2 separate regions of the Xenopus tropicalis genome follow, and region 1 is linked to region 2. The links are chromatin contacts, called in public Hi-C maps. All regions are on one chromosome and are shown on one strand. Each heading gives the region's core, a stretch centred on a gene start, on an enhancer-like site or on the middle of the called end of the contact. The rest is flanking DNA. Distances are from core to core; before and after follow the strand shown.

Region 1 (2,700 bases), core at 161-2,660, 140 kb before region 2:
TTAAACAGCATTTAAATTTACAAATAACTTTAAAACCAGTGTCAGATTGTAATTACATATCTGCATGTTGCTAAAAATTGTATTTCTATAATGCAAAAAGCATTTTGGGTGGGGATCCCATTTAATAAAAGAGGCAAGCAGCCACCTGCTGTTAGAAAGTAAATATCTTATTGGTTGCTGTGGGACAGTAGAACTGAACCATATTTTGCTCCTGTTTTGGCATTGCCCTATTTGCTTTACAGGGGTACAGTTGGAATAGCTAAGATAGCTAAGACAGGAATGGCTGCAGAGATACAGGTATAGGGAGTGGAGTATCTGTAGAGACACATAGTGCTTCTTACATACAGATACAGTGATTGTATAGTTCTACTATCAGTCATGGCACTGCCACACTCGGAGCAATGACAGGTGACCCGCCACACTGCTCCATGTCGTCCAGTAGGGTGCCTATCATTCAATAGCATTAGGAGCAGTGACAGATGGGCTGTGACAATTTGATCTCCACTGATCATACATCTAGTGCAGAGCAGGGTGCACTCAATTTAGGAGCCCCCCCCCCCCACCAACCACTCCAGAACACTGGCTAATGCAGGCAGCACTGTTTCCATGGGGGGAGATTTGTTTCTACAACAGTGGCGGGAGGCATCCTGCCCCCCCTACTCATCCCATAACTTGCACGTCATTCAGACATGCCATTTAGGATGCAGGCCATAATGAAGCCTTCTATTAACTACCTTCCCTGTGGGAGGTGATACAGACAGGCAGTGGTGTAACTTTGTGGGCCCCCTCTAAATTTTTCTAATGGTCAGCCTCAATTTCGCATGCATTGCTGGCCCATGACAACCCCCTTGTGGGCCCCCTGTATATAGAAAACATAGCACTTTTGCACCCCTTAGTGTTCTTGCATCTGGGGTCCCTGTAAATGCCCCTTTCTGTGTGCCATTATGGGATGAAAGCAGGCAGAACACATAGTGTAATAATGCACAGCTAAAGGACTGGTAAAGATTCGAGCAGGCAGAGAGGCAGCTATAGTGGCGGAGAGGTGAGTTTAGGGGTGCAGGTAGCAGACGCCATATACTTACATGTAAGGTAGTACAGGCAGGGAGCGGTACAAGCGTGCAGAGTGGGTGACTGATGGTGCAGCAGCTACAGGCAGAAGTTTGGTGCCACAATCTAGATACTAACAGAGTTGGTGCAGAGAGGTTGGTGACACAGAACAGATAAAATAGGTTCAGTGATGGGGCCATGACCCCCACATCTGATACCTCCTTGATGGATAAAGGATCCCTCAGCTTCCGCCTGTAGAGTGGAAACTCCCCGGGGGGGGGGGGGAGGAGTGAGACCCCCTGCCCGCAGCTGTGTAGATGGTACAGTGCTTCCCAAAGAAGCTGAAACCTCTGATCTTGACAGGAGGAGCCTGTCAGGTCCTCTGCCCCCCTCCTTTGCACCCTAGAGTCCTTATATAGGAACGTGCCTCAGACTTGGCATACATTGCATCCAAATGCACTGAATCATTTCCTCTAGTACAAATGGGAGATTGCTCTGTGGGAAGGCTGGTTAATTTTAGATCAGATTGTTTTGCCGCCCCCCCATCCCGTTATAAAAAATAAAAAAACTCATTGCGGTTACCAGAAGCCACCAAGTGCATGGAGGGTGAAAAAGAGAGGAAACAAAGATTCCGACATGCCAAATGGAATCTCAAAAGCTGATAGGGAGGCTTATTTATAACACTTGGCAAGTCGACATCAGTGCAGAATTCACAGCAGCCAATCAGAAATTAACTTTCATCCATGAAGCGTGGATAGAATGAGGAAAATAAACCTGATTGGTTTGCATGTCAGTAAATAATATGGACTGGGTTTTGCAGCTAAAGGTCCCCATACACGGGGTGATTGTAGCTGCAGATATGGGTCCCTTAGACCTTATCAGACCGTGTAGGGGCACAAACGATGGGTCTGCCGACCAACATCTGGCCTGAAATCAACCAGATCTCGATCAGGCAGGTTAAAAAATTTAGTCGGATCGGGGACTGTGCCTATTACCGGCGCTCTAATTTGACTGTTTGGCCCCAGTGCCAAATGACCGAATTAGCCTAAATTCACCCGATATCGCCCACCCGTAGGTAGAGCGGATTTTAACGTGTATGGCCACCTTAAGACATTCAGCAGATATCAGTTGGGCAGGTTTGATTTTCCCATCAGGAACATCGGTGGCCAATATGATCCAATCATGGGCCTAAGAGCCAAAGGATCGGATCATCCCTGTATTGTTCAGCTCAAGGTGAGCATGTTGGGGAAAGATCTGCTCATTTGGTAACCTCTCCAAACGATCGATAGGTATATGGCCAGCTTAAATTACTGATGCCCACTGAGCAATAGAATCGAGCAGAGAAGCTGCAAGAGATGCTTTCTGCATCAGTAGCCATCTGTCCATTACTGAACAGTAGTAGGCACTCTTGTTATGCCTTTAGGATATTAGCAGTGTCAAACTATGACTATTATTAGAGAAAAAAGAAAATAAACAATATTCATGTATTGCAAAGTTCTGCAATTTTAAATGATATTCTGCAAGTGAGTACGTGTCCCATTTACAGCAAAGCCAGATTGTGTCAGTGTGACTACAGGCTTTTTATACATTAGAATATGTTAAACAGACAACAATAATGGGAGTTGGAGACAACGGCAATGGAGTACAGAATGG
Region 2 (2,700 bases), core at 187-2,686:
CTTCTTCACTCAGCGAGTTGCTACAAAGCAGTGAAGAAAAGGTTTTAATGGATAGTACATTCTAGGTTCAGATATTACATGTAAGTGATTATACTAAGGCATGCTTACAAAGATCGCGTTATAGAACACAGCACTGCTATAGTTGTATTACAGTTTCCAGCATCTCTAGTCATAAAGAAGATGTTGTCCTTCAGAACAGGCCACAAATGCCCTGAAATGTTCAGGTAGTTTGGCTGATTCAGGCCATTCTGCCCAACCACCTGGGCATGTATGGCGGCTGTTCAGACTGATACTCCTGTGATTGGCTGGTATAGTAGAGATTATTACTCCTGTCGGCTGAAAGGAAGTGAAGAGCTGCATCACTATGGCTCCCCTTCACTTTCTGACATTCATATTGTTTGGGTAGTCGGCCCATGGGCCACCTTTAGGGTGACGGCAAATTGGAAATGTTGTTGCCTGTAGTAAATCTCCTCTAGCACGTGCAAGAAAAAACATACAGATATACCACCGTATTGAAGTCAACCTCCTCCTGTAAAAACATCTGAATCACATAATAGCGGCAAAATGTAGGAGAAGGCAATTTGGTATGAGTACATGATTCCAATGTTTAACCAATAGAGATTTAGATCGACTTTAATAGCTGGGATGGTATTGGAGCTGGGATGTTTTTAAAATGCGTGAATGCCCTCAGAATGTCACTTGTGAACCAATTATACCAAAATGTCATCCATGATCCATCCACCCAACTGCTGTAGGGTTTTTTATTTTTTTGTTACTAAGCAACACAACTAAAGGGGTAATCTCATTAGCTAATAAATGGCTGTTGTAGCTGAAAGGGCTAAACTCTACAGGAGATTTTGCTCATAATTTGTGGGTCAGATTTTATCTGATCTTGTCGTACGACACCATTCAACAGACCATACAAAATCTCATCTCCATAGGCTGTAATGTAAAGTCGGATCAGATAAAATTGGATGGTGGGTTTTATTCATGCATCTACATCTGGCAGTCAATGTATTTCAATGAGAACAAAAAGTCTGGCAGACACCATCAGATTTTATCTCAGTGGATGCAGACGCAGCCGGCAGCATTTCCATCTGACAGGTGCATCGCGTCTGATCGCAAATCTTTCATGCGGTTTACACATAAGATTTCTGTTTCAGTCCTTTTATATTTTGACCCGTGCCACTATATCCGACGTGTAAAATGCGTTTTGTCAATCACCCTACAAAATCAGGGGAATTTAGCCCTTACTCTTACCTGTGAAGACGATGACTTGCACTGAAAGACAAACCGCGTGAAATCTGGATGATGCGAGGCACTGGATGAGATGTAATTAAGTCACAGTTCTGCATATTGAGAATATTAGCGGCAGCCAAACCACTACCCTCTGTGTCTGTGCTACACACACTGCTCATCTGCTCTTTGATCAGCAGCCCCCGAGGGCAGGCTTAGAAAGTAGGATTCTGATTGGCTGGGACATCGGCTTCCTTATTGACACAAGCAGGCTCCAAGCTCGGCTTACTGGTGTCATGTGATACTCCTATGGAAATTCTAAGCCTTTTTTCTCCCTTTATGCTTGTAGTACGATTACAATAATATGGATTGGGCAAGTTAACTCACTGCATTCTGTGGCTGGTGTAATACATGCTGGCAGATACGTTCTCTGGAAAATAGAAAGTATGTATTAGTGTTTACAGATGCTACAAAATTATGTAGCCCAATAAATTCCATCCAGGATGTGGCATCCTTGCAGCAGGATCTTGACAAACTGGCAATTTGGCCAGCTAAGTGTCAGATTAAACATACATAAATGTAATGTAAATGGATGAAAAATATGACCAACAGTTATACCCTTAATAGGACTATATTTCCAATATATATTCTTTAAAAACATTTAACATTTCTTTTAATGTTCAGTGGGTTTAACGTTATTTGTAATTGCAAATGCAAATTATTATTTTTCTGTTTATATTCTCTGTACTTTTTGCTCTAATAAGGTTCAGTCCAACCAGTGCTCCGCTGCTGCACCACCAAGGTTTGGGGGAAAAAATAAACAGTTTGGTTGCCCATGGTCCCCTGGCCTCTCCATTTCTGTGCCTATGGGTGTTCCATAGACATTTTTACCACAGGCTAAAGTCAGACAAGGCTTTTTTTTCCCCTCCGATGTAATTTTACCGAGAATGGAGAGTCACCCACAACTATTGGCACTTTATAGTGGCAACATAAAATGCAGTCTTTGGAATCAAGTCTAGAGCCCCAGCACTGGAAGATACAAGCTTTAGTCTCTGTGGCATCATGTAATAATATTCTCTGCCATCTTGTTTAGTTTTGAAGGGTTATAGAGCAAGAAATATAGTTACATAGAGTTGAAAAAAAGACCATCAAGTCCATCAAGTAAACCCAGCACACACAACCTATACCTGCCAGTCTTTACTATCACATACATAAACTATATATACAACCACTAACACTAACTGTAGATATAAGTATCATAATAGCCTTGGATACTATGCTTGTTCAAAAACTCATCCAGGCCCCTCTTATAGGCATTAACAGAATCTTCCATTACCACATCATTGCCCTCACTGTGAAAAACCACCTATGCTGCTTCAAATGGAAGCTCTGTTCCTCTAATCTAAAGGGGGGGCCTCTGGTGCGCTGATCGCTTTTATGGGAAAACACCCCCATCTGCCTATA

What was found. Hi-C and Micro-C count contacts between places; a contact is called where the count stands out from the background.
Region 1: a Hi-C map of tailbud embryo shows a contact between it and region 2, with 3 times the contacts expected there. The contact joins the promoter of LOC100487884 here to the promoter of pts in region 2. A contact is called at or near these places in 2 of 5 Hi-C or Micro-C datasets (neurula embryo and tailbud embryo).

Annotation. Positions count from the first base shown.
Region 1 is chr4:24,113,387-24,116,086 of UCB_Xtro_10.0, reverse strand. It overlaps LOC100487884 (PRKC apoptosis WT1 regulator protein), which reads right to left and starts at 1,410. Exons shown (of 7, transcript XM_031900557.1): 1 at 1,083-1,410.
Region 2 is chr4:23,969,213-23,971,912 of UCB_Xtro_10.0, reverse strand. pts (6-pyruvoyl tetrahydrobiopterin synthase) reads right to left here and starts at 1,436. Exons shown (of 6, transcript XM_002937651.4): 1 at 1,261-1,436; 2 at 1-20. The coding sequence starts at 1,418.